Linked DNA regions of Mus musculus: regions 2, 3, 4, 5, 6 and 7 are each linked to region 1. The links are chromatin contacts, called in public ChIA-PET, HiChIP or PLAC-seq and promoter capture Hi-C maps. All regions are on one chromosome and are shown on one strand. Each heading gives the region's core, a stretch centred on a gene start, on an enhancer-like site or on the middle of the called end of the contact. The rest is flanking DNA. Distances are from core to core; before and after follow the strand shown.

The links. Promoter capture Hi-C pulls out the DNA fragments that hold promoters and counts their contacts. ChIA-PET counts read pairs in DNA pulled down with a chosen protein or histone mark. HiChIP or PLAC-seq counts read pairs in DNA pulled down with a chosen protein or histone mark.
Region 2: a promoter capture Hi-C map of pre-B cells shows a contact between it and region 1, with 4 times the contacts expected there. The contact joins the promoter of Foxn2 here to the promoter of Msh6 in region 1. A contact is called at or near these places in 18 of 39 promoter capture datasets (the 3T3-L1 cell line, 3T3-L1-derived adipocytes, the C10 cell line and 12 more), 28 of 484 Hi-C or Micro-C datasets (B cells, the C10 cell line, CD4 T cells and 19 more), 12 of 115 datasets of contacts at active chromatin or transcription factors (the 230-238 cell line, DN3 thymocytes, the SCID.adh cell line and 7 more) and 4 of 9 other capture datasets (adipose tissue, liver, macrophages and 1 more).
Region 3: an H3K4me3 HiChIP or PLAC-seq map of embryonic stem cells shows a contact between it and region 1, with 4 times the contacts expected there. The contact joins the enhancer-like site here to the promoter of Msh6 in region 1. A contact is called at or near these places in 5 of 115 datasets of contacts at active chromatin or transcription factors (bone marrow-derived macrophages, embryonic stem cells and large pre-B cells) and 1 of 9 other capture datasets (pancreatic islet).
Region 4: a promoter capture Hi-C map of stem cell-derived epiblast-like cells shows a contact between it and region 1, with 4 times the contacts expected there. The contact joins the promoter of 1700116H05Rik here to the promoter of Msh6 in region 1. A contact is called at or near these places in 1 of 39 promoter capture datasets (stem cell-derived epiblast-like cells) and 5 of 115 datasets of contacts at active chromatin or transcription factors (bone marrow-derived macrophages and embryonic stem cells).
Region 5: a contact with region 1 is called in a promoter capture Hi-C map of embryonic stem cells. The contact joins the enhancer-like site here to the promoter of Msh6 in region 1. A contact is called at or near these places in 21 of 39 promoter capture datasets (the 3T3-L1 cell line, 3T3-L1-derived adipocytes, the C10 cell line and 13 more), 12 of 484 Hi-C or Micro-C datasets (the G1E-ER4 cell line, the HL-1 cell line, Th2 cells and 7 more), 31 of 115 datasets of contacts at active chromatin or transcription factors (the NIH/3T3 cell line, the SCID.adh cell line, bone marrow-derived macrophages and 16 more) and 4 of 9 other capture datasets (adipose tissue, embryonic stem cells, liver and 1 more).
Region 6: a contact with region 1 is called in a FOXA1 HiChIP or PLAC-seq map of pancreatic cancer cells. The contact joins the enhancer-like site here to the promoter of Msh6 in region 1. A contact is called at or near these places in 1 of 39 promoter capture datasets (the 3T3-L1 cell line), 4 of 115 datasets of contacts at active chromatin or transcription factors (embryonic stem cells and pancreatic cancer cells) and 1 of 9 other capture datasets (embryonic stem cells).
Region 7: an RNA polymerase II ChIA-PET map of memory CD8 T cells shows a contact between it and region 1, with 5 read pairs. The contact joins the enhancer-like site here to the promoter of Msh6 in region 1. A contact is called at or near these places in 10 of 39 promoter capture datasets (the 3T3-L1 cell line, the C10 cell line, the HPC-7 cell line and 6 more), 1 of 484 Hi-C or Micro-C datasets (bone marrow-derived macrophages), 15 of 115 datasets of contacts at active chromatin or transcription factors (the 230-238 cell line, the SCID.adh cell line, bone marrow-derived macrophages and 8 more) and 2 of 9 other capture datasets (adipose tissue and liver).

The regions. Positions count from the first base shown.
Region 1 is chr17:87,973,342-87,977,089 of GRCm38.p6, forward strand. It overlaps Msh6 (mutS homolog 6), which reads left to right and starts at 1,709. Exons shown (of 10, transcript NM_010830.2): 1 at 1,709-2,064. The coding sequence starts at 1,808.
Region 2 is chr17:88,438,359-88,442,150 of GRCm38.p6, forward strand. Foxn2 (forkhead box N2) reads left to right here and starts at 2,346. Exons shown (of 6, transcript NM_180974.5): 1 at 2,346-2,526.
Region 3 is chr17:88,345,576-88,349,355 of GRCm38.p6, forward strand. The region is part of intron 1 of Gm31615 (a long non-coding RNA gene); the gene reads right to left. Among named protein-coding and RNA genes, the nearest start is that of 1700116H05Rik, 40 kb to the left of the region's middle. Within about 2 kb of position 1,541, at least 11 of the 459 cell types and tissues checked have an H3K27ac peak or open chromatin away from gene starts, as enhancers often do. A contact at or near this core is called in embryonic stem cells, where this site is marked.
Region 4 is chr17:88,305,226-88,309,159 of GRCm38.p6, forward strand. It overlaps 1700116H05Rik (a long non-coding RNA gene), which reads right to left and starts at 2,347. Exons shown (of 4, transcript XR_001782254.2): 1 at 1-2,347. The region is part of intron 3 of Gm31615 (a long non-coding RNA gene); the gene reads right to left.
Region 5 is chr17:87,694,103-87,697,639 of GRCm38.p6, forward strand. Msh2 (mutS homolog 2) reads left to right here. Exons shown (of 16, transcript NM_008628.3): 8 at 2,393-2,502. Among named protein-coding and RNA genes, the nearest start is that of Msh2, 23 kb to the left of the region's middle. Within about 2 kb of position 1,924, at least 32 of the 459 cell types and tissues checked have an H3K27ac peak or open chromatin away from gene starts, as enhancers often do. A contact at or near this core is called in embryonic basal ganglia, embryonic stem cells, epiblast stem cells and 1 more, where this site is marked.
Region 6 is chr17:87,560,746-87,564,597 of GRCm38.p6, forward strand. The region is part of intron 1 of Gm46587 (a long non-coding RNA gene); the gene reads right to left. Among named protein-coding and RNA genes, the nearest start is that of Gm46587, 8.1 kb to the right of the region's middle. Within about 2 kb of position 2,101, at least 31 of the 459 cell types and tissues checked have an H3K27ac peak or open chromatin away from gene starts, as enhancers often do. A contact at or near this core is called in pancreatic cancer cells, where this site is marked.
Region 7 is chr17:88,482,328-88,485,956 of GRCm38.p6, forward strand. It overlaps Foxn2 (forkhead box N2), which reads left to right. Exons shown (of 6, transcript NM_180974.5): 5 at 2,074-2,142. Among named protein-coding and RNA genes, the nearest start is that of Foxn2, 43 kb to the left of the region's middle. Within about 2 kb of position 1,949, at least 9 of the 459 cell types and tissues checked have an H3K27ac peak or open chromatin away from gene starts, as enhancers often do. A contact at or near this core is called in memory CD8 T cells, where this site is marked.

The sequences.
Region 1 (3,748 bases), core at 459-2,958:
TAACAGCCTCAAACTTCACAGAGATCCCCTGTCTCCTAAGTGCTGAGATCAAGGGTGTGGCCTACCATACCAAGTTTCTTTTGTTTTTAGGCTGGTGTGTGTATGTGTACACACACACACACACACACACACATACACACGTATACACGTGTGCACGTGACCGTGCCCACCCCAAGCCTATGGAGCCTGAGTATAGAGGTCAGAGGATAATTTGCAGCAATCCTTCACAGTGTGATTCTAGTGATAGAATTCAGGTCTCTAGCTGGACTCCAAAGCACCTTTACAGGCTGAGCTGGTTTTGTCCAACAAAGCAAATCTTTTTACCCTTTTACCAAAGTGAAGGTATTGCTAGCCAGAGCTAAGTCCATTCTTACTTAGAGCTGAATTAAGTCTCCCAATTTCTCTCTCTCTCCTTCTTGATTTAGTTGTTTTTTTTGTTTTGGTTTTTTTTTTTTTTTTTTTTTTTTGTGACAGGGTTTCTCCGTGTAACAAACCCTGGCAAGTCTTGTAACTGTAGCCAGGGTTGTCCTTGACCTCAGAGATCCACCTGCTTCTGCCTGGAACAATGGGGTTAAAGGCACACACCTTCGCGCTCAGCTCCAATTTCTTGAATTTGAATAGGAGCTCCAATTTTCGAAAACGCCCTGTAATCAACCTGGCAGGAAGACATTCTGAGGAGAAACACTTGGCTCCCTTTGGCTATCAGGCAATTGAAATAATGGACTCCAAAGAATTGGAATTTCTCCAGGAATTTTTTGGTGGGAAGGGGTAAGACAAAGCTTCGAGTTAGTGTAGAGGAAGAACTTGGTTTCTGGAAAGAGATTTCTCAAGTATCTGAAGCTCGTTGAATCCCCATGTAGGACAGTCTGGAGCAGAGATTATGGTGGGTCAGACCACCTCTTACAAGACCATTCTGGTTCCCGTCGCCCGGTTTAAACCAAAACTTCACGTCAGTACCCCCAAAGATGAACTTCCGGGGGGGGGGGGCTGAACTTTATCTTCCTAATGTGGCCCTTTGAAAAAAAAATCTGTTTTTTTGCTATTTTCTCTATTATTCGACTACTGAGGATGAGTGGGAGTTTAGCTCGTTAGGGTTGCTAGGGCCCAAGCGTTGACGCTCAACATTACCTTAGCAATCTCAGTTTCTAAAATATAAAAAATTCTGCACACTTATGCTAAAGGGCTCAGATAAGACTGGACCTTAACTGCCCATCTCATATAGTAAGGCGTAAACTAGTTGAGGCAGTGACGGGCCAAGGAAAGTTTTGTGGGTAGCTGGTTTTGTGGATAGCTGTTCTTGCACTTGGCATTCACAAGTGCCGCTCTGTACAATGCTCTGCGAACGCACCGTACGTGGCAGACAGCAACAACCAATTTCTCAGCTCCTTTCAGTCCAACCGCAGGACCGCCCGCAGGGCCAGGTGTTTCCGCAGCGAGCTCGACGCGGCTTCTCGCAGGGTGCACCCCGCCGTTCCAGCAACCGCGCAAGCCACTTCCGTCTTCTTGGTGCATACTTGCCCGGGTAGCCACCGCGAGCTCCACTGCTTTGCAAAGGCTCAGTCTCAAGGCCCGCCAACCCGAGCTTGGGGGCTGGGCCCGCCCCGCCCCGCCCATCTACGCCAGGGCACGTCGCGGGCGGGGCCCCGCCCACCGCGCAGGCCGACACGCCTTCGGATTGGCCGCTGGGCTACGGATGCTCGGGTAGGACGCGCCTCCTCCCGACTTTCCCGCCAGCGGCGGCCGCGCGGTGGATGCGATCCTTGTAGGCGCTCGGAGCCGTGGCCCGGTCTGCCCGTCAGCCTTCATCATGTCCCGACAAAGCACCTTGTACAGCTTCTTCCCCAAGTCCCCGGCACTCGGCGACACCAAGAAGGCCGCGGCCGAGGCCTCACGCCAAGGTGCCGCTGCCTCTGGAGCCTCCGCTTCCCGCGGCGGGGATGCGGCCTGGAGCGAGGCTGAACCCGGGTCCCGGTCCGCGGCGGTATCCGCCTCGTCGCCGGAGGCAAAGGATCTCAACGGAGGGCTGCGGAGGGCCTCCTCCTCCGCGCAGGCCGTGCCTCCCAGGTAGCCGGCTCGGTCGGGGCTGCGGCGGCGCGCGGGTCTCCCGGAAGGAGGGGGAGGCTGCTCCGTGCCAGGCGGCGGGAGGAGGGGCGGCCTGCCGGCCCGGGAGAAGCGGGGCCGGTGCCCGGGACTCTCGGGGGACGCTGCGAGCAAGCGAGCGCACTCCCACTGTGGGGGTGGGGAGGCTCGGGAGGCTCGGGGACGGAGACACCCTCCCCCAAAGTGGCCGGAGCGGGAACGGTGGGTGTCCTGCTGCGATCCGCGGCCTGAGGGGGCGGGGCGGATCGGATCGGGCAGGGAGCTCCTCCGGGTGGCGAGCCTACGGTGGGAGGAAACTCGGGTTGCAGGTGGAAGTTTGTAGATAGTGAAAGCGGCGCTCCGGCTTGGGACGACAGTTTTTTTTAACCCACCTTTTCACAGGAGGGAAGAGTGCGGGAGATTTTTCGCAGTTAGTGGGTCTTCGGAGTATTGGGCAAGCCCTGGGCAAGAAGGTTTACTGGGGGAAACTTGCCTGGAGTTGTACTCGCACTTTGTAAATTTGGCTGTCGTTTGTAGGAACGACTAGAGACATTTATTTTATCTATTTATTTTCATTTTTTTTCGAGACAGAGTTTCTCTGTGTAGCCCTGGCTGTCCTGGAACTCAGACATCCACCTGCCTCTGCTGGGATTAAGAAGTGTGCAGCGACTTATTTAAAATGTAAAGAGTTCTTTCTGGAGTCCAGTACTCTGGAGTTTCAGCTTGGGCACCAGGAAGAGCTGGCGTATGCTCCTGGGGCAGAGAAAATGATTTTGGATCTCTAATTTCTTTCCTTCCCTTTGGCTATAAAGGACACAGTTCAGACACAGGTAAACACAGAGGTGTATTTTGCCTCCGTGTATGTATGTGTGCCCATGTGCATGCACGCTGCCTGAGAGAGGCCAGAGGAGGACCTCAGCCTCTGTAGTTAGAGATATTGTGAGCTACTGGGTGGGTGCAGGGAATCAAACCTGGTTCCTATGGAAGAATGCCAGTGCTCTTAACTGCTGAGCAGCTCTCCAGCCCCATTATTTCTATATTTTTTAAAATTACCTGTTAGTGTGTATATGTGTGTATGCATGCTATAGTAGGTTGTGGAAATCAGAGGACAACTTAAGAGTTGGTTCTTCCACCAACCGTCCTGTGGATAAAACTCAGGCCATCCTTTGCGTTATCGCCTAGGCCATATCTTCACTGGTATTTTTTTTTAGACAGGGTTTTGTAGCCCTGGATGTCCTGGAATGCACTCTGTAGATCACCTGTCTCTGGTTCCCAAGTACTGGGATTAAAGGTGTGCGCCACCACGCCTGGATACCCCGACTTATTTATTTTCTTTCTTTCTTTCTTTCTTTCTTTCTTTCTTTCTTTCTTTCTTTCTATCTTTCTTTCTTTCTTTCTTTCATGTGTGTGAGTACACTGTTGCGGTCTTCAAACACATCAGAAGAGGGTATCAGATCCCCACTACAGATGGTTGTGAGCCACCATGTGGTTGCTGGGAATTGAACCCAGGACCTCTGGAAGAGCAGTTAGTGCTCTTAACTGCTGAGCCATCTTTCCAGCCCCGCCTTAACTCTTCTTAAAAAATAATTACACTATTTATGGGGGGTATAGGAGATGGGTATGGGAGATGTGTAAATGGCACAGGGTGTGTATGGAGTTCAGTACAATT
Region 2 (3,792 bases), core at 1,096-3,595, 470 kb after region 1:
AATTTTATGATTCCTTCGGAGTTCAGGAAGAGCATTTAGCTACTTGAGTTTAAAATAGATGCAATGATGAATGGGAGAAAGAACTACATAAAATATAAGTTCATTCTGTATTTCAAATACTGTACTAGCAATATTAGTCCATCTTTGTCAGAAGGTGAAAGGCTAGCAGATAACCTTGGCTGAGACACTGACGTTGTGGCTGCTTTTTGTCGTTATTGTTTGTTTGTTTGTTTGTTTTGAGACAGGGTTTCTCTGTGCAGCCCTGACTGTCCTGGGACTCTCTCTGTAGATCAGGCTGGGTTTGAACTCACAGAGATCTGCCTGCCTCTGCCTCCCACGTGCTGGAATTCAAGGCGAGCACCACCCCTGGCTGAACTTGGTTTCTTAAAAGCCAACTTTTCTTGCTCTTCCTTTCCTTCTCGTGCTCTTTCTTCTGTATCTTCTTTAATTTGTCTACATGAGTGGGGGGCAACAGTGATGCTATGTAAGGAGATTTGCAGTAGATGTTGCTCCTCCGCTGAAGCACATCTTACATTTGCCCTGAGATTTCGTACTCTGAAGAAAACTGGGATTCTCCGGGACTTTGAAAAGAAAACAAACAAACAAAACAAAATGAAATAGAACTGGTAGGCGAGCTTACATGGATCATACGAATAATGTTGTTTGTGGAATGAGGGAATCAAATATTTCTGGCTTTGTTCTTGTACATCGGGGTGCCTACAATTCCTCTGCATCTCTGCCATATTCACAGCTCATCTACTTTACTGCGAGCAGATAGCCTGCTTCAGTCATTTTATATGCAAAGACATTGAATAGTCAACATCCCCTCATCAGGAACCAAATGAAGCTTTGTTGAGCAAGCAGACGGGCAATGTCTCCGTTTTAGAGACCCTTTCTCTTAATCCATTTATATCTGTGTGAAACAGGTATCAGTAGCATGGTTTTTAAAGAACTGGGTATAGAAATTGAAAGGTTTAATTTCCAGGTTCATAATGATAACAGTAAACTCAAACTATAGTTTTCTTTTAGAAATTCAATGGAATAGTCCTCTCTCTCTCTCTCTCCCTATGTAGATGGCCTTAAACATTTGAGTCTCCTATGTCCTCCTTCCAAGTTCCAGGATTACAGGAATGAGGCACTATACCCTGCTTTCCTTTTGAGACAGACTTCTTTTTTTTTTTTTTTTTTTTTTTTTTTCTGAGGCAGGGTTTCTCTGTGTAGCCCTGGCTGTCCTGGAACTCACTCTGTAGACCAGGCTGGCCTCGAACTCAGAAATCCGCCTGCCTCTGCCTCCCGAGTGCTGGGATGAAAGGCGCGCGCCACCACCGCGCAGCTGAGACAGAAACTTCTTATGAAGGCCAGGGTGACCTCTAAATCTTGGCACTCCTCCAGCCTCACCCTACCCAGTACTGATACATAAACCTTCACTGCCAAGGGCAGTTTGATAGGCTACTTCTAGGCTTCAGTTTCCTTCTATGTAAAGGGAATTCCTGAAATTGTAGAGTTGGCAGATTCACTAAAACATGAAGCAACCAGAAAGTATACCCCGAAGGGAATGTCCTTAACATTAAAAATTATTCTACATTTGTCTGCAATTCAGAATTAACTGGCCACTCCCGTTTTATCTAGCAGCACTGTACCCGCAATACAGTGTAGGCAATACGTGTACAATGCATATTAAGTCCTTATTACTGTACACAGCAATTAGTGAGAGCTCTGTACATTTTTGTTGTTGCTGTGTTGCCTTTTATTACTGGTTTTTAATTTGGGAGACAGAGTCTCAGAAAATCTTTAGTAAAATTTGGATCTGATTCCAAAGCCCCATTTCCCCTCTAAAATCTGCTCTGCATAGAGTTTCCACGGCACTTCAGTCAGAAGAAGGTAGCGTTGTTCTCAAGAAAGCTTCCCGGTCCCCACACTTTCAAAGCCAAGGGGCTGTTCGGGCCGTCGCGGCAGCCCCAGCACACGCGTCGCGGGCGGACACTCGCGCGTCCCGCGCCAGCTCGTCCACTCAGCAGCCGCGCCGCGCCTCGGTCGCCCTCCCATAGGTCCTTCCGGGCGACAGGCGAGGGCTTTTCATTTTCCCGCCTGCACGCCCAGCTCCGTAAACCTCAGCGTCCCCTCGCTTTGCCTTCCGAGCCCGCTCCACCCTTCCGGACGCCACCTTCCCCCCCACCCGCCTGCAGGACGACAGCTCGGAGGGGCGGCCGCCGCCCTGGTAGGAGGCGGGACGAGGCAAGGGCGGGCTGCGGGAGGCGGGACGGAAGGAGGGGCGGGGCCAAGCGCCTTGGCGCCGCGTTGTCATGGCAGCGGGGCGGGGAGGAGGGGAGGAAGCGAGCAGGCGGGAGGGGTGGGGGGGGGGGGGATGTGGTGCTGCGGCGGCCGCCACCGCAGCTGCCACTGCCTGCTCGCGCCTGGGTGTCCCGGAGGCGGCTGCTGGGAGCCACGGGAGCAGCTGCGGTGCTCTGCCATATTGTGTCTGGCCCGGCCCGGCCCTCGCCTCTGGTTCGCGGCGGCTGAGTGACGGTGAGTCCCCGGGGTCGCGCGGCGCGGCGCGGCGCGGAGGCAGCGTGTGCGGCCGGCGCTGGGCGTGGGGGCGCGGAGGCGGCTGTCCCGTGACGCGCCGGGACATTTTTGTGTCCCGGGAAGAATTGGCGCCCCTGCGCGGGGGTGTACCCGGCGCGCGGCTCCGGCAGAGCGTGGGCTGCCCCGGGGGTGTGGAACCGAGGCGAGCACGGGTCCCCGGGAGTGAGGAGTTAGGAGTTTTCTCCCGAGGTAATGACCGTACCGGAGGGGGCGTCGCGCAGTCGGAGCCACAGAGGGCAGAGGACGCCCAGGCGGAAACCTGCGACCCCGGGAGTTGCTGCTCTAAGAGTCCCGGGGAGCCCGCGCCAGCCACGTCGCCGCTCCGGCTCCCATCCGAGCGGGACGCGCGCGGCGTGGAGTCCCAGTCCGGGGCCCGGCCCGGCCCGGGCGGGATGGCTGGGCCCGGAGAAGTAGTGCCCAGGAGGACTCGCGTAAACTTCGGGCGCGGGGCCCCGATGTGGGGTGGCGACCCCAGCCCGGTTCTCGCGGCCGGAGGCGCCCCCAAGCCTGGCTGGCCCGGGCCGGGGGTGGGGTGGGGTGGGGTGGGGGTGGGACTTGGACTGTTTCGGCGTTGCAACATGTGCACTTCCTGTTCGCCATCTCCTTCGGGGCCGAGGTTACTTCTGCCCTCCGGCCCGGCGCTCGGGCCGGGAGGGTGCGCGGTGGTCCGCGGCCTTGAGCTTGGGTGCCGGCCGGCGTGCAGTGCCCGGCAGCCCGAAGCCGAGCCGGGGAGGTTAGGGGCAGGGAGTCCACGTGCTCGGTGCTCGGTCTTGCACTGCAAACTCCGCCCCCGGCTGCCCTCCGGCAAAATGCCTGGGTTCCCACCGCCGCACCTCACGCGAGTTGGGGGTAGCAATTTCATTGGGAAGCCGCGCTCTCGAGATCTTCTTGCACTTGGTTTCTGCTTTAAAGCTTTCCTTTTTCCACCTTTTGGGTGGCGGTGGGAGGAGTCATAAGTGCAGAGAAATGACAGACTTTTTTTTTTTTTCCCCTACTTGCAACTCCGCTGTGAGCGGTTAATTATTTCCAGGTTAGTTGGTGCTCTTTTCTCCTGTCTTCTGATTGTGACAGCCACGTGGCCGGCTGAGTGCAATAGAGTGCTCTAGCGGCCAGAGAGCTTGAGGCTTCTCTCGCAGCAGGGGCTTTGTAATGGTATAGTCTTGGCTTCTGCGCTCTAATAAGAGGAAGTGGAAAAAGCCGAACCGA
Region 3 (3,780 bases), core at 291-2,790, 370 kb after region 1:
AGCATATACCCAACAGAGTCATTGGTTCCGTAATTTTAGACTTGGCGGGGACCTTAGGGACCGTCTTACTCATCAATTCTGTAGAAGGCCTTAAGGAGGGTCCAACCTCTCGGAGTCTCTCAGACTGGGGCGAAGCTGACTGCCGAAGTTGACTGCCTACCGACTCCCACTGCAGCCAGCAGTAGCTTTTCTTTTTAAATCTCTTATCTGCTTTGCATATTAATGATCCACAGAAGACTCCCTTGAAAAAGACACGCCAGACAGCCCAGTCTACAGAAATGGAGAGGTGTTTTTGACATAGTTGTTTCAAAGCAAGGACAATGGAGGGTGTACCAACCAATACACAAGATAATAAGCAACCTCGGACCAAGCTTATCTGGTGATGTGTGATGTCCCACTTCAAGCGGTGGCCTTTCTGAGTTTATGCACCTCTTTTTTTTCTGTCTACCATCAGCAAAAGGGTACCAGAAGAAGTTGTAGAATTGATACATGAGTAAGCAAATATTCTCTTTTAAAATAGCAATAGTATGCACATCCATGAGCCTCGGTGCCCACACGGAGGTCAGAGCATAATTTGTGGGAGTCAGTTCTCTCTCTCAGGCCTGGCAGCAGGCACCTTAACCCAATAAGCCATCTTGCCAACTCTGGTGGAAAACTTCAAATATCTTGCCTTTTAGCTCTTCATGTTCTAACTTCCAACAGGGTCTAGCCAAGAGCAGCTAGCTGTGAGGAAAATTATGGATTTGTTATAAGGGCGGCAAGAACATTCTTAATTGCTATAAATATTAGAATAGTTCTAAGACTGATGATACCAATTAAATGAAAGATGTAGGCAATATAATAATCTATATTTATCAAGTTCTTGATTACAAGTAATTAGTAAACTATGTAGAAGGGTACAGACTTTAGAATGAGATATACATAGTCTCAGAACCTAGTTGCTGGGAAAACACTGAGATAAACCCACCTACCCGACTGGTACTCAGTGTTGACATCTGTAGAATGAAACTTGTGAAGACTGAGTGTAATACCACACTCTGGGTATAGAAAGAATCTCTTAGAAGCATCACCTGTCAATAAAATGCCAATGGCCATTGAGCTGTGGCAGGGAATAGGAGGTGGAACATTAGCAGAAAGAAAGAGAAGACTGGGAAATAATAAGAGCTCAAAGAGAGCCATGGAGGTGTAAGACCCAACGAGCCTTATGTCCAGGGTGTCCCACTCACAGAAACGGAGACTGATGAAATAATCAAGAAGTTTATTGATCTGGTGTGCCAGGGGCTGTCCTGCCTCGATTGAGGCACAGGCAACCCAAGCACACACTTTTTATACAGTTTAAGGGCAGGCCTTGATAACAACTTGAGTTGGTTTAAGCCCATTGTTGGCCTGAGCTGACCTTCTCTTTCCACCCTTTAGAAATGGTAATTAGACTCTCCCTTACAGAGAGGCAAGTGTCTTTTCATGACCTTCCCTAGGCAGCATTGATGGCCCTGGGTGAGGTGAGGTCTTCGTCCCCAGAAGAGGGAAGTGAGACATTCTAGGTCATTATCTGCACCTGCCTTTCAGGGGCTTTTGTAAAGCTTGTTTTGCTGGGTCATTCTGGGAAGGGAGGGTTCTCCACAAACTTCTAGCGGAAGGTCCCCAGCATGCTATTCTAGCAAGGTCTTTCAGTGGTCGCCTTATGTTCTCTAAGGTCACACATTTCCCACAGAGGAAAAGATTGAGACAGAGACAGAGGAGAGATGGATGAAAACCAGGAGGGAGAGGAACCTGGAGAGACGCAGAGGGAGCCGCTGAGGAGAAGAAGCAGCAGCTGGGACTGAAGGAGAGGTCACTAACCAAGTGGTAAACATAGAGTAGATTAAATGGTTAAAAACATGAAGAGCTAGTCAGGGATGAGCCAAAGTTTGTGGCCTAGGCATTTAATAATGACTAACTAGTCTCATAGTTGTTGTTCCAGGAGCTGGGGCTGGGAAAGGAAAAACAGAATTTAATATATTTTTTAACATCTGTGCTTAGCTCTTCCTTATCACACTTGAATTTCCTTCCATTCTCTTTTCTGAAATGTTGAATATGAGTGGCTACCCTCACCCTTAACTCCTTTGCAGTCTTGCTGTGCAGCTAGCTGCGAGCGCATGATCTTTCTGCCTCAACCTCCCAGGTGCTAGGATTATAGGTACATGTGACAGTCTACCAGTTTGGTCTAGGTGGTTGTTGTTGTTGTTGTTGTTGTTGTTGTTGTTGTTTTGTCCTCTGCACCAGCAGCAAGTACTCCTAGCTGCTGAGCCACCCCCACCACTTCCTTCCACTCCCATACCCCATCCCCATCCCCCCACTTTCATCCCCCTACTCCCAAGTTCAACCTTTTCATTCACTGTTACTTTTAGCACCGACAAGTACATGCTATGCATGATATGTTACTTCCCCCGAGGTTTGAATGTGAAATACCAACATAGACACTGGTTCATGTGCTTGAGCACAATAGTCCCCAGCTGAGAGTGCTGTTCAAGGAGGGTTGTGGAAGCTCTAATAAGTGGGGCCAGACTGAAGAAGTGAGTCACTAGAGGGAGCCTTGAGGTTTGATAGTCCCATCTTCCTTTCTGTTTATTCTGCTTCTGGACAGCGGAAGGGATCACACCAGTTGCCTCCAGTTCCATGGAGGACCGTATCCCTTCCAACTGTAAGCCAAAGAAAACCATCTCTCAAGTGGCTTTCTGATAGGCATGTTGCCAGAGCAATGAGAAAAAGAACTAATACTCTTGGGAGTGATTATTTCATTAGCAAACGACTCACAACCAGCTAACTGCTCATGTATTACAGTGAAGGGGGCAGGGGATGGGGGGGGACAGGGCCTCAGGCCAGCCACCAGGAGACCTCCATTACTATTCTTCCACATTTGAATAGAAACTTGTTAAAAAGGGAAAACATGTTTTTCCAACAGGTCATAAATTAATGGAGCTGTGATGCTGGGTAAACTACCATTTCTCATATTTGGTCTCTGCACTCAGACGAATTCAGAGAGCTGTGTTTCTCCATGGATGCAGCATTTTGCATGCCCTGTGATGTGGCAGGCATCAATTATCATAATGAATGAGACAGCAGTGTTCCTTTCTTTATGGAGTGGGATTTAATAAGGACACACATGCTAAGCAAGTAAGGTTATAGATATGCTTTTAGGTAGTGATAAAAACATTCAGAGAGTCCATCAGCAACTTTTGCCTCAGCTGGACAAACCACCAGGTCATGTATGTAATGAAGTATAAAGTTTTCTTACTGAATTAGTTCAGCACATGGCGCACAGGAGGCTGTCTTCCTTCTTTACATAAATGTGACTACCCACTGAGCTACCTCTTCCCCACCCCTCCCCCCATGACTTCTGTTGTGTGTGAGAATGGTATATATGTGTATGTAGGTGTGCACTCATGGAAGCCAGAAGACGTCGCTGTCCTGCTGTGTCTTGATATTTGTGTTCCCTTGAAACAGAGACTCTCACTGAATCTGACCCAGCGAGTCCCAGACATCCCCACTCCCCATAGTGCTGGGATTGCATATGTACTTAGCCGTGCGTGCGTGTGTGTGTGTGTGTGTGTGTGTGTGTGTGTTAAGTTTCAGACTCTTGCTGGCATAAAAAGACTCTCATTCACTGAGTCATCTATCCAGGGCAGATATATGACTCATAAAAAGTAGACCTACTATGATGATAGGAAATCTAAAAGAAAATCTTTGTAAAACCTTAACAGAACTGAGAGAGCTGTATTAGGAAATATGTTTGCTTCATAT
Region 4 (3,934 bases), core at 1,097-3,596, 330 kb after region 1:
AAGGAACTGAGTCCCAAGCGGTTGTGTTTCCTCAAGAGGAGAGAAAGATGCTAACAACCCCATCGGATGGGCAGGGCGATGTCTGTGTAGGAAGCTGTGGCCCTGGAGACTGGGTCTGGACAAATGAAGGATTCACTGCTGCATGCTTATGCTGTTGGCATCACGACCTCCCAAACCTATGACGTCACACAGGCGACAGTGCGACCCGCAGACCCGTTGCCAAGGCAACAGGCACCTATTCCCAGAATCTACTTGGCTCACCTCCCACTTTTACCTGTGTTACATCATTTTCCCTATAAATAAGGGGAATGCCCTCTCCCTCTATCTCTTTTTCCCCTTTCTCTTTCAGCCACCACCTTTCCCCCTCTCTCTTCCTCTTCCCCCCTTCTCTTGATAGCATTGTGTCTTTCTTGGCCCACTAGTCAGATCCTATAGCCTAAATTAGGCTACAGCTCTATGCCCCTCCCCACCCCCCACGCGTCCTGGGACAGAGAGTTAAAAAACAGTTTGTATTGTGACGTGACAGGCTTCACAATTTGATCCCCATCTCCTCTGAGGGCTCTGTTACATAGGCCATACAGAACGGAAACCTTCTGCTACTCCCCTAAGGTTATAAAAAGCCAAAATTCTCCTTTGTTTGGGGAAACGGGACTGGAGACTCCTGGGGTGGGGGTTGCTCTGGAGGTGCCCTGAAAGCTGTCCTGTTATCTCTCATCAGCACAATCACCTTTGTCCCTGTCCCTGTTTCTCTTTAAATAAACCCCCGCTTCAGGTTTAAATGGAAACATCCTCTTTCTCTTAAACATAAGCTCCATCATGTTAAAATGCCTTATATTATTTTTTTTCCTGTGTGATTTTTCTTCTGCCCATTTAGAGGCCCAACCATGACCTTGAGCCCTTTTCATTGCTAATGAAACTCACTGAGGGTAATTGTGGGTCACCTTCCTTTCAGCACCAAGGGCTGCTACGGTTCTTTTATCATTAGTGCAGTGCAGTGCTAGCAATTAGAACTCGTATACAATTTAACAGCAGAGTTTTCCTGAAGAATCGCTTTGTGCTGGGCACTCTTCTCCAGGCTTTAGAAGCGGTTTGTCTTTGTGTGAAGGTCGCGCTCTCTCTCTCTATCAGAACTACGGAGATGGCAGCGAGATGGCTCAGCAGGTACAGCTCTCCTCCCTAAGCCTGAGTTCAGTAGATAGACCCACACTGTGCTGGCTCCCGAGTCACACAGACAAACTGTGGAGGTCTGAATGAGAATGTCCCACACAGGCACAGACGTCTGAGTGCTTGGTCTCCTGCTGAGGAAGCTTAGGAGGTGTAGCCTTGATGAAAGAAGTACGGGGTGGGGTCGGGAGTTGGGGGTGTAAGGATGGACTCTGAGATTTCAAAGCCTTGGCCATTCCCACTGAGCCCTCAGCTTCAGCTGCCAGCTGCCAGGCCTCTGCTTTGTCGTCATGAACTCTAACCCTTGAACCTTAAGTGCAAACAAACTTTTTCTTCTATAAATTGCCGCAGTCATGGCAACAAAAAACTCACACATGCACGTGCGCACGCGCGCACGCGCACACGCGCACAATGACTGAAAAGCAAAAGAGCCCGGACTGCAAAATCAGTAAAATGAATGAATGAGCAAAATCTCATTTTCCTTAGGAGGAAGTGAGGCTTGGAAATCCTGTCCGTGATTTTTTTTTTTCCTGGCTAGAAAGCTGATCAGTGATGAAGCAGCGCTCAAACCCAGAGCCGCCCGCTGACCCCATTTCTCTACCACAAGACAGGAACTGTCTTCAAGTCCATTTCCCCTCAATTCATACTTCCTCGCGCTTTTAAATGTTATTTTTTTTATCATGTTCTTTAATTATGTGCCTGTGGGCATAATTCCACACGTGTGCAGGGATCATTGCAAGTCAAAAGTGCCAGAGTCCCCTGGAGCTAGAGTTACAGGCAGCTGTGAGCACCTAACATCAAAGGTGGGAACCCAATGCTGGTCCTCGCAACAATAGCAAGTGCTCTAACCTGCTGAGACCTCGACAGTCCCCTCCTCCCCCGTTTAAAAGGAAAGGTATCACTTTCCATGTGAATCCCCCTCCACCTGTGGCTGAGGGTTTCCCTCTACTCTGCTGAGTCACCTGTAGGGGGGGGGGCATCTTCCCCCCCTGAAGCCACAGAGAGGCAGGACCACTTTTGGTGATGATGATAGTTAAAGTGGGGAAATTAAGATCAGAACAGATGTTTTAAGTGGAAGGGTCCTGTGTTCCCATGCACTGGGAAGCAGATGAGAGGTGGAGGAGGGCCAGGCAAGGTCAAATGTAATGTTTTCTCAATAATATTAAAATAATAAAAATAAAACATGGCTCACCTGCCAAGCTAAAAGACAAAACGATGTCCAAAGGCTGAAGACCATTGGGACCAGTGGGAACCAATGGGAACTCTGCTGGTTATGAGACTGAGGTCGCAAGAGATGAAAGCTAGATTGTGTTCAAGACTTTACCTGCTGGGCCTGGTAGACTGCGGAGTTAGCATGTTGGAGGCCCAGAGCCAAGTTATCTTGGGTTGTCTTAGCTCCCTTTATAGGCATCCATTGTCCACTTCTGTGTCCTAATATTCTTTACAGACCACAAGCTTCTGACAGCACAAAGGCTGTCATGAGAAAGTGCACGAGGCCTGTGGTGGAGGCTACCTCACTTGCTATGGCCCAGTGTTTTAGGGTTCCGTTGCTGTAAAGGAACGTCATGACCCAGGCAGCTCTAGTAAAGGCAAACATTTAATTGTAGCTGGCTCACAGGTTCAGAGGTTCAGTCCAGTTTCATCATGGCAGCGTCCAGGCGGACATGGTGCTGAAGATAAGAGTTCAACACCTAGATCTGAGGACAGCCGAGAAAAGACTCACTCGTCCTCACCTGTTTCAACAAGGCCATACCTCCTCATAATGACGTTTCCCATGGCAAGGCGTACTCAAACCACCACACCCAACTACCTGATATTCATGTCTATATTATTAAAAGGCCATGATTTGGTTTGTAACTGTAAACACGTCATGAAACTGTTATTATATTGGGACAGGGTGATAGGAGCAGACTGATTCTATGTTCCTGGGCCATGGTCATTTGGCTCCACAATAAACTATGTCACTTTCTTTGTAGTGAGAGCCATAAAGCCTTATTTTGACAATGGCTTTATTGACCATTGGTGGTTTGCTTCTTATGAGCGAGGAGAGGGTAGTTCCTGTCACTGCTGAGCAGAGCCCTGCACAAGCCAACCTGAAACAAAGCCCTGGAGCTAGCACACGAGGACCTCACAGAGCACCAACTGCTCACTTCCTGTGCCTCTGAGGGTGGCTTTTTGAACACAGGGAACACAAGAATCTTACTTTTAAAAATTAATATTCAAGTTGTTAAAGTAACAGAATTTTTAAAAAGCTAGTCATTAAACTTTTAAGTTCAGTTTAAAGACTATAATAGCATATGCAATCCTCTAGCAAATTGTTAATATTTCTGTGAAATGACCTTTGATTGCTGAAATGGCCTTTGATTATATTTTATATTATTTGCAGGACTTGTAAATTAAACCCATTTAAATATTTCAAATGCATTCAAGCTTTTAATGGATTCTATCTCAAGAGATAATATTCTCTAATAAGTAATACCAAAGATCTTAAGTCTTGTAAATCTAATAAAAATTAAACTCCTAGCCGGACAGCAGTGGAACACACCTTTAGTCCCAGCACTTGGGAGACAGAGGCAAGGAGATCTCTAAGTTCAAGGCCAGCCTAATCTACATAAGGAGTTCCAGGACAGTCAGGGCTACACAGAGAGAAACCTTACTTGAAAAAAACAAGTCCCTGAGTGAAGTAGCCCAATCACAAAGGAACTCACACAATATGTACTCACTGATAAGTGGATGTTAGCCCAGAAACTTCGGATACCCAATATATAAG
Region 5 (3,537 bases), core at 674-3,173, 280 kb before region 1:
GTCTCCTGGAGCTAGAGTAAATGTAGTTGTTTGCTGCCTAGTGTGGGTTCTTGGAACTAAACTTGGGTCCTCTGCGGGAGCAGCGTACAGTGTTAACTCTCCAGCTCCTTAGTTAATGCATTTAGAAAGATTGTAAGGACTGGAGAGAGAGCCGGCTAAGTGTGTAAGATGGAGAGAGAGCCGGCTAAGCGTGTAAGATGGAGAGAAAGCCGGCTAAGCGTGTAAGATGGAGAGAGAGCCGGCTAAGTGTGTAAGGTGGAGAGAGAGCCGGCTAAGTGTGTAAGATGGAGAGAGAGCCGGCTAAGCGTGTAAGGACTGGAGAGAGAGCCGGCTAAGCGTGTAAGGTGGAGAGAGAGCCGGCTAAGTGTGTAAGATGGAGAGAGAGCTGGCTAAGCGTGTAAGATGGAGAGAAAGCCGGCTAAGCGTGTAAGGTGGAGAGAGAGCCGGCTAAGCGTGTAAGGTGGAGAGCGAGCCGGCCAAGCGTGTAAGGTGGAGAGCGAGCCGGCTAAGCGTGTAAGGTGGAGAGCGAGCCGGCTAAGCGTGTAAGGTGGAGAGCGAGCCGGCTAAGCGTGTAAGATGGAGAGAGAGCCGGCTAAGCGTGTAAGATGGAGAGAGAGCCGGCTAAGCGTGTAAGATGGAGAGAGAGCCGGCTAAGCGTGTAAGGTGGAGAGAGAGCCGGCTAAGCGTGTAAGGTGGAGAGAGAGCCGGCTAAGCGTGTAAGATGGAGAGAGAGCCGGCTAAGCGTGTAAGATGGAGAGAGAGCCGGCTAAGCGTGTAAGGTGGAGAGAGAGCTGGCTAAGCGTGTAAGATGGAGAGAGAGCCGGCTAAGCGTGTAAGAGCATTTGTTGCTTTTGCAGAGGACAGGTTTGATTTCCAGCTTCTGTGGCCATCACAACCATTCCAAACTCCAGTTCTAGGGTATCTGATAACCTCTTCTGACTTCTGTGGGCACCAAGGATGCATTTTATATAAAATTAAAGATAACTAAATCTAAAGGGGAGGGGGGGATGCTGACAAGTTGGCTGTGGTAGTTTAATTCTGTATCCCAGCTGCTCAGGAGGCCGAGGCAGGAACATCGATTTTTATACAACATAGTTACAGCCTTGTTTCTAAGAGAGGAATGAAAGGCCTACTCTTGCTTCAATTTCAGAATAATGAATCTGTATTTTAAATTTGTAATTATGGATATGTGGGTCTGTTGACATGCGACTATAGGTGCCCATGGAGGCCAGAGTCTGAAACCCTTGGAGCTGGGGTTACAGCTAAACTGTGAGCTGCCCAGTGTGGGTCTCAACGTTGAACCTGGGTCCTCTGCAAGAACAATTTATGCTTGTATCCACTGAGCCATCTCGCCAACCTGGAATGCTGAGTTTAAATGAAACTTTAGGATAACTCCAAAAGCTGTTAAATGATTTCAGAGTGTGGTGGATCTTTTGACTGGTAACAGACACGGTTGTCTAATACTGTGCACCTTCATTACCTGTTTTGGGAATGCGAAAAAGGTGAAACGATGACCTGTGTCCATGCTCTGCCTTGATGTCAAGGGGTCTGTGGGCCTTGCCTTAGCTTTTGCAGGGCTTTCCAGGCTGTGGTAGTTAATGGAGAATGCAGTCTTTAAAAATCCAGTTGGAAATTGGCAACTAAGGTTCAGTGGAGGTTAAAACTCAGGGAAGGAGGCTGAGGGTGGTCATGAAGATTCCAGGAGGTCTGCATTAGAGAGGGTAGGGGACACCGAGGATGACAGGAGCCTCACATCTGCAACAGCTGTTTTTTGTGGTGTAGTGTATAGTGACTGTTCGGCGTGGGGCACTGCCTGTTGCTGTGTCGTCTCAGGCACGCACCTATCCTCTGGGTAGTTGTCATCGTCACTACCTTGTGCAGACAAGGACAGGGCTCAGGACAGGGCTGTGCTGAGGATGAGAAAGCCACAGAGCAGCATGCCCGGGCTAGCGCCAGCCCTGACTCTGCCTTCTTGCACATTGTTGGTTCCTGTTCCCCTCCTCCCACGATTCCTCGGGATGGCTCTCAACCGCCAAGTTCCAATTTAAGCACTGGATTCAGCCTCTGCTGATTGGAGCGCTGGGTTGTTAATGGAAATTAGGATGCAAATTAGGTCTTATTCTAGTGGCTTTGTCTTTGGCTCACTTAGTCATAATTAATGTTTCCACACCCTCTGAAGGAGACCCAGACCTGCAGGGAGGGCAGTGCTCTAGTAGTTGGGCCTTGGGCACTACCACAGTGGTCCCCTGTCTATAGATGATACCCTTTGAGTTAAAGCATAAAAGAGAATTGAGTTTAGAGACCTGGACAATTTGTGCTTTCTGGTTCAAAGGATTTCATTATTTTAATATTATGATCTGTTGTTTTTACTTCTGTCTCTGCTTTGTTTTAGGAAGACACCAGGCACTGTTGTTGGCAGTTTTTGTGACTCCTCTTATTGATCTTCGTTCTGATTTTTCAAAATTTCAAGAAATGATAGAAACAACTTTAGATATGGATCAGGTATGCAATTCACATTTAATTCCCACAGCAAAGTATTTTTGGAAGGGAAAAAGTAACCAGAAACAACAGAAAAATCATATTAAAAAATGTCTAATTTGTCTTGAGTTTGTATTTTTTTGGCACTTTGTGTGGCACCTCTGTGGCCACTTGATGTAAACTGAAGTGACAGACAAGGAAGAGTGGACTTGCCAGGCGGTGCTGGGGAATCAAACCCAGGGCCTTGAATGTGGTGCCCTTGGGGTCGAGAATAAGGTGGAGTGGGTGGGCTTTTACTAAGGCATACTTAGAATTGGTGGAGATGTTGGCCCTTGGCTCTGTGGAATGCCTGGCTAAGGCAGCTCAGCCTACTGTGAAGAGGTCCCCGCTGGGAGGCAGTTTGCTTCACCGGTTTCAGTGGAGTTGACCACAGCCTAAGCTGCTTGGAGGTTTGCTAATCTATGCAAGCATCCATCCACAGAGAGGATGGGAGCAGCCCAGGCAACCAAGAGAGCTGAGGAGCGAAACACTGCCTTGTTGGGACAGAGACTAGGAAGGGCTGCAGAGTAAACGTCATCTACATGATAGAGAAGTGTGCTAGGAATGAAGCTTGGCCAGAAAAATGAGGACGGCCCTGGAAGCCTTGAGAGAGAACTGTCCGTGTGAGCTGCCCCGAAGCCCTGTGTCAGGGTCCACCCAGGTGAAGGCAAAGAGAAAGTCAATATGCAGGGGGACAGTAAAGAAGGGAGGGGTCCTTTAGGTCCACAATGGTAAAGTAGAAGGCAGAGGAGGAGTATTAGGGAGGAGGGTAGAAGTGTTGGTAACCACAGGGTGGGTTGGAACCACTGCCATATTTAATGTACTGTGTGGTAGGCAGCGGAAGCTCATGTACTGCGCGCGCTGGGAGAGCAGGAGCCCTGTGAGGCCGTCAGTGGGAGTGTCCGAGATAGTGGGTGGGTAATGGCTTGAGACTGCAGCGGTGGTTTTCAGAGACGGGAAACTGGGGTCTGGAGGGAAAGGAATAGGAGGATAAAGACCAGCTGCGGTGGGTAGCAGTCA
Region 6 (3,852 bases), core at 851-3,350, 410 kb before region 1:
CGAACTATGCCTCCAACCTTCCCCCCCACTTTTTTCCAAACATGGTCTCAGGTAGCCCGTGCTGACCTCACCCTCACTCTGTAACAAAGGGTGGCCTCCGTTTCCCGGTCTCCCTTGTCTCTACCTTCCAAGTGTTGAGACCAAGGGCATGCCTCACCATACCCAACTTATTTTGTTATTAGTTTAGAATTTTTTATTTTAATTTGGGGGTATATGAGTATTCGAACACGTGTATAATCAAATGTGTACCTGTTTCTGAAGAGACCAGAAAGAGCATCAGACCCCCTGGCACTGGAGGGCTAGAGTTACAGACAGTTGTGAGATGCCACGAGGGTTCTGGGAACCAAACCTAGGTCCTCGCTGCCGAGTCATCTCCAGCATCCCATCCCCCACCACTTCCCAGCTTGGGTTTTGGTTTTGGTTTGAGCTAACCGTAGTATGTGAACTATTTACTGACTTTAGAAAAAGCAAATTTTTGCTGCCCGAGGTTGAGGGCAAATTAAATAAATTAAGAAGTAAAAAATCAGCCATGATAGCAGCCTGTGCTGCTGAGCATTCCTAGGGTTAAAGTAAAAGGAGATTTTGTTTCCTGCTCGGTTTAACCTGTGCAGATCTGTGTGCAAGACCTGGAATCTGAGGACCTTAAAGGTCGAGGCGTACCACAGTCTAGGCTGCAGACAGCCTTACTTTGGAGTCAGTGTGTTTTTATGCACACATGAAACACAGCAAGCAGTGATCCAAGGAAGGGTTTGAGTTCAGGAAAAAAACAACACATAAATAAACATCAGTAAGCACATACTGAATACTGACAGAGCAGCCCTATCCCAGAACTTCGTCAGGACAGACCCACGGAAGCACAGTTGCCTGGACGTACTATAGATTCTATCTGGGAAAGCATGGAAGCAAGGCAGAAGGCCGTATCAGATTCAGGGTTCGCTGACCAGGCTGGGTTCTACCGTATGATCTGACATCCATCAAGAATAAATTGAAATTTGAATGCCAATGTTTGTTGCAGGAGGCACAAAATCATGTCTGAGAACAATTCAGGGAACAAAGTGCCCTCTGCCTTTTCTCCTGGAGCCTCGCTCACAGTTCCCCACAGCACTGCTCACGATGGTAGTCCTTTGACGTGGCAACAATCCTTCCTGCAATGAGCACCTGTGACTGTTTCCTGGTAAGCCTAGACCAACGATGACGAAGCAGCCAAGAAGCTAGTGTTCTGGCCTAGTTTCATCTCTGTCATGGTCTGTTTGTCATGTCTCGTGCCTTTGGGTATGAGTGGATCCCAGGGTGATCTCCTGTGGGAAGCCACAAACGCCATTACAAGATGGCGCTGGCTACCACTGGCCACCACCCATGATTATGGGTAAACAACCAATGTGCGCACGTGCATAAGAGTTTTTTGCCTAGTCACTGCCTGGCCCGACGCATATTAATGAGGTACTGGTAGCATAACCAATCAGGTATGGACACGTCACTCCTAGGCCTATATAAGCAGCGCCATTTCTGGGGCTCGGGGTCTTTCGCCTACGCCGTCCATGCTCTCCCAATAAACGTGTTGTAGAAGGATCCTGTTGTGGCGTCTCACTTGCTGGCAAGTCAGGCGTCCCACAATCTCCTCTTTACTACTTAATTTATTGATTATTCAGTGTTAGGGATCAGAACTAGAACTCCACAGAAAGTAAATACTTTAACCTGCTCTACACTCCTCTCTCTCTCTCTCTCTCTCTCTCTCTCTCGGGAGGGTGGCAAGACAGGATTTCTCTATGTAACAGAGCCCTGATTTTTCTGGACTGACTCACTTGTAGACCAGGCTAGCCTCGAGCTCACAGAGATCTGCCTGTCTCTGCCTCCTGAGTGCTGTAACTAAAGGCATGCACTGCCACCAACGCCTCTGCCACCACCACCACCACCACCACTTAGCTTGAGTTCTCAAAGGATCCTGATGGCAGGAAAGAGAAAGAAGGGGGAGGGGCAACTGTGTCCAAAAGATCCAATTAGTTCAGGGCCACAGGAGTGACTTCTCAGTACAGTGTACAACCGTTACCGTATGTGTGAGCCAGAGGTAAGGTGGATGTCTAATGGTAGGCTGGGCCCTGACTTGGGGCTGGAGTGTCTGTTCCCATGGGTCAAAGGTTGAGCCCTTTCCTAGGAATCACGTATTTACTCTTTGACTCATCCAGCAAATATCTCATTCCTTGAAGCTACAGATATTTATTGAGCATCTACTATGTTCTAGTATAGGCACTGAGGATGTAGCAGGGACCAGACACATGAGAAGTAACACAGACGGATGAAATAGTCAGTAGATTAGACAGTGCTAAGGAGAAAAACCAAGTCTAGAGGAGGGTAGCAGACGCAAGCCTTCATCCTACGAAAAGCATCTCAGATAAGCAAATTGACACTGCAGTGAACACCCAGTTAAGGAACTGAGGATTGAGTCATGCAGGAGTCTGGGGAAATATTTGTTGAGGTCCCAAAGAATTTCTACCTCTGTGGGCAGGTGGGGGGTGGGGGGTGGGGAGAGGAGGCTGGGCCCTGGCAAAATTCCAGCCAAAGGCCACCAGAGGAAGGAACACCTAAGCTAGGTTTCCATTGCACAAGGGCACTGTTAAGTGTGTCGATCCTGTGTTAGGAACAAAAGCCGAGGGTCTTCACAAACTATGCCCAGGAAATGGGAGACGTTTTGTGTCAGGATCATTTTTCAGCTTCATGGTTTTTTTTTTCTTTTTCCAGAAGACTATTTTTATAAATTACTGATCATAGCATAATCTGAGCCCTTAGCAACCGTCTGGTGTTCATGGTTTCCAAATGTGGTGAGAAAAAGAATCCTCTGAACTGCTTGGATGAAGGATACTGACTTCAGCCTGCCCCGGTGGCACACGCCTGTCATCCTAGCTACTGAGGATGCCAGGGAGGGAGGTGGTAAGATAAAGGCTCACCTGGACAACTATGTGGAGAGACTCTTTCAGTGAATAACTATAAAATGTTTGTCAGAGTACTTGACTAGGCAAGCATGCAGACTCAGATCAAGTGAGTCTGCAGTACCAAAGTGAAAAAAGACCCTATAGACTCCACCTCAGCCTTGGTCAAAGTTCCAGCCCTTGGCGGGAGGTGGGGGGAAGGGGTGGGCTGAGGCAGGAAGATAGTGAGTTCTAAACCATCCTGAGATAGACTCTGTCTGCAAAGACTAGACCAAACTAAACAAACCTGGATTCTAGCCATCACCCCAGCCCTGTCCCCAGAGGGCTCTGGATTCTGGCTGTCACCCAGCCCTGCCCCCAGAGGGCTCTGGGGTCTGCATGTTTAGCCAGCACCCTAGGTGACTCCACTCCAGGCTGTTTGGGAGGCTCAGAGAGTGTTTACAAACAAGGGAAAGGAGGCCTGGTGAGAGGCATGTCTTGCCCAAGGGAGAACTGGTCAGTCAAGCAGGGCTGGGAGTGATACTTCAGTTTCCCAACTCCCTCTGTCTGTGACTGTTTTTATTTTCACACAACACAAAGATAGCCTGTGATATTGGAACAGATGCCAGGCCGGGCATTTGTTAAGATATGCCAGTAATAAAGGACATAACAATTACTACCTTTGAGAGCTGAGTGCCCTAGTTACAGTCTGTAAGGGAATGCTTGGTTCTGTTTATGGGGCCCAATAAAATGATGAATAATATGTGAGCTAACTGATTTGGTAAGAAAAGTTTTTTCTCACACAATTTTTATTTTTGTTTGTTTGTTTTTCAAGAAAGGGTTTCTCTGTGTAGCTCTGATTGTCCTTCCTAGAACTCGCTCTGTAGACCAGGCTACCCTCAAATTCAGAGATCTCCTGCTTCTGCCTCCTTAGCACTGTGAGCAAAGG
Region 7 (3,629 bases), core at 699-3,198, 510 kb after region 1:
AAACAAAAACCAGGAGATCTGATGGCCTTGTCTGGGCTCTGCAACAAGCATCAGAGACACAGATGTACACAGACATGCATGCAGGGAAGACACCCATATACATAAAATAAAATACTTCTGTATACAAATTGTCAGTAAGAACTTCTTTTGTACTTTGACTATATGGGTTTGGCAGCTTTTTTTTTTTTTTTTTTTTTTTTGAGTGAAAAAGAAATCTAATTGTAGCCTTAATACTCATTCAAGGAAAATGAGATATTGAAAATTTTCATGCAGTCACTATAATGAACCGTTATGAAGTAAGTAAGGCTCATTGTGTCTGAAATTTTTTGCACCAATGTGTAGGCGTGAGTTTTATAGTGGAAAGAGAAGTCTTTCCTGAAAAGTCCATTGACAGTGAGTTTAGAAATTGGCAGGCATGTGGTAGTTCCATGTCTTTTAACAAATTAGCAAGTTCAGAGCCGGGCTGCGGTGCCACAGGCCTTTAATCCCAGCACTCGGGAGGCAGAGGCAGGCGGATTTCTGAGTTCGAGGCCAGCCTGGTCTATAGAGTGAGTTCCAGGACAGCCAGGGCTACACAGAGAAGCCCTGTCTCAAAAAGCCAAAAAAAAAGGAAATAAATGAATAAATATTAGCAAGTTCGTTTGCTATGTCAATTTTAAGTAAGTAATAACTATGTGGTTTTTGTATTGAATTCTTATTGTTCAAAACTGTGATTCTAATATAGTATACTGGTATATAAAATATATTTTTATATAAAAATATGCCAAGATTGCCTTTGTATTTTGAAGAGCCTCGTAAATTTAGATAGATGTTCCATAACAAAGCTACACAATGAGTATCAATAACAAAAAGAGTGACCTGGCTTCTACACACATGTGCATACACACCAGTATAGACATGAGCATGTATGTATGTATGTGTACACACATAAGACCTAGTAGTTCTTATAGGCGTTTGTATAAGTATGGCTGAACATGATCAATATTTTGATCCTACAGTAACTTCATTTAGCACTTAAAAGTTCAGGTCATAGAGTGACCAGTTAGTTACATGGGTTTTTTTGTTTGTTTTTTGTTTTTTGGGGTTGTTGTTGTTGTTGTTGTTGTTCTTGTTTTTGGTTTTTCGAGACAGGGTTTCTCTGTGTAGCCCTGGCTGTCCTGGAACTCACTCTGTAGACCAGGGTGGCCTCGAACTCAGAAATCTACCTGCCTCTGCCTCTCGAGTGCTGGGATTAAAGGCGTGCGCCACCACGCCCGGCTCAGTTACATGTTTTTAATCTTTCAAATATTGTATAATAAATGTAAATGTATTTTATAACAATAAGCTTATCCAGGGTAAATGCTAAAAAAACAGTATTATGCATTCTAGCTAATTTAGTTTAGAGGTAACTCTGGAAAGGCAGTGATTGTTCACAGTCGTTATGAATGAAGGAAGGCAATCTTACTGCTTGCATCTCTCTATTATCTTTGACATAATACCCTCAATAAACTGTTCAAAATCTTAAAGGAAAACAAATTGTAAAATAACAAGTAATAAGAGCTTGGGATCTATATAGCTCAGTTGGTAGAGTGCTGTTCTAGCATGTGGGGATTCTGTCTCCATATAAACTGGGAATAGTAATACACAGCTGGAATCTAGGACTTCAGAGGCTAAAGCTGGAGAATCCAGAGTTCTGTGTCATCTTCAGCTATATGAGACTTTATTTCAAAATTGTGTGTGTGTGTGTGTGTGTGTGTACAATATATATATATGGGGTGGTATATGGAGGTGTGCTGTTTTTTTATTTTGTTTTGAAACATGGTCTCTCTAAGTAGCTGTGACTGGCTTGGAACTTGATGTGTAGACCAGGTTGGTTTTACCCTTGTGGTTGTGAGCCTGGCCTTCCGTCAGTGGGTGAGCCTTCTTTCCAGACGCAGGTTGATTCTGAAAGAGATGTTCCTTTGCTTCCTCATGCTGGGGTTGAAGGTGTGTGTCAAGACGCTGGGCCGGCAGCGTCCTGATGCTGATCACGTTAACTGTGCAGAGCTTGCTCTCAGGAAGAACATTAATGCTGTCTCTCCTCTCCGTTTTCAGAATCTGACATTGATGCAGCCACTGCAATGATACTTTTAAATACTTCAATAGAACAAGAGATTTTAGAATGTAAGCAGTCATCCTTTTTAAAGTAAATGTTATAAGTGTGTTTTCAAGCTAATGATATAAAATATAAGATGATCAAGTGCCATAACAGAATTCTTTCTTTCCTCTAAATTGTGTTTTAATCTGAATGACTCGGTTTCTTTTGTTTGCTTTTTAATTTTATTTTACTTATTCATTTCACATCCTGCCCACTGCCCCCTCCCGGCCACCCCCAACCACAATGACTCAGTTTCTGTTTCTGTGGAGATCTGAGAAAGCGCGGTTAAGGCTGTGCAAAAGTATTGATAAATCAGTGTAGGGAGGAAACGCTTTTCAGGTAAACTCGAAGAGCTAAAAGCAAAGACGAAAGCTCAGGTCAGTCCCACGGACCTTTGTGGAGAAGTGATTCTCAGGGCTTCTGCCCTCTGATTTCAGTAGCGTGCGCGCACATGCACACACATATTTGCAAAATAATTTTTTACAGGTTATTTAAATTTTGGAGTAGGAGTATTAAGGTATAAATTGCAAAGTCTACTAAGAAAAGATGGACAAATTTAGTTAAAGACAATAGAGTATGTTTGAGAACAACAGACCAGCATAATTGGGAGGGTGGGGGTTAGTGCTGGACCCCCATTATCTCAGCACCTGGAGACTGGGTGAGAAGATCAGGGGTTCAGGCTGGTCAACAAGCTTGAGACCACCCTGGGAGGCTGCATGGGTTTAGAAGGCTTGCCTACCACATACCAGGCCCTGGGCAAGTTTAACCCTCCAAGCACCACAAAAACGGAAGGGAAGTAAGGCAGAATATGGGAGAATTCTTCTTAACTATGTATAATAGACAAAAGCTTAATATTATGCCTGTGTGTTGAAGGGTGCACCTAGTAAGAAACAAACAAACAGGACCCACAACTGCCATTCTAGTCTGTGGGGAAGAGGAGGCAGAGACTGAGCCAGAGGCAGTGGGAACGTGGTGTCTTCAGACACGGCAGTACTGAAAAGGCTCTACAGGTTCAAAACAGACAAAGCGCTGCACTAAGGATAAGTAGACACCGAGGCCCACTCCTGATCAAGAAGCAGTTTCCTGCTGGAAAGGGAAAATATGTTATCTCCAACCTTAGGCCTCATGCCTGGGGGTAGTGTTTTGCTTTTATTTTTTATTTCATTTTTGTCATATTGTATTTGTTTGGTTTAGTTAATCTATTTCAATTTTCAGTTTTTGTATTTTGTTTTTATTCTTTGGGGGTTAGAGAGAGAGGGAGGAAGAATAAAGTTAGGTGGGGAGGTGGGTGGGGAGGAGTCAGGAAAGGGAAAGAGTGTTATAAACCTTTATGGCACTAAAACATTGGAATAAAAACATTTTAAAGTAAAAAAAAAATTCAGGACAGAAGAAAAGTTAGTTGGATATATGAAAGTGAGTTTTAAAAGAAGAAAGATGGAGGAATAAAAACTAACTTTTAAGATACTATCTTTCAAATGTAAATGATTGCTATTATAATATGAAAATAGTTTGT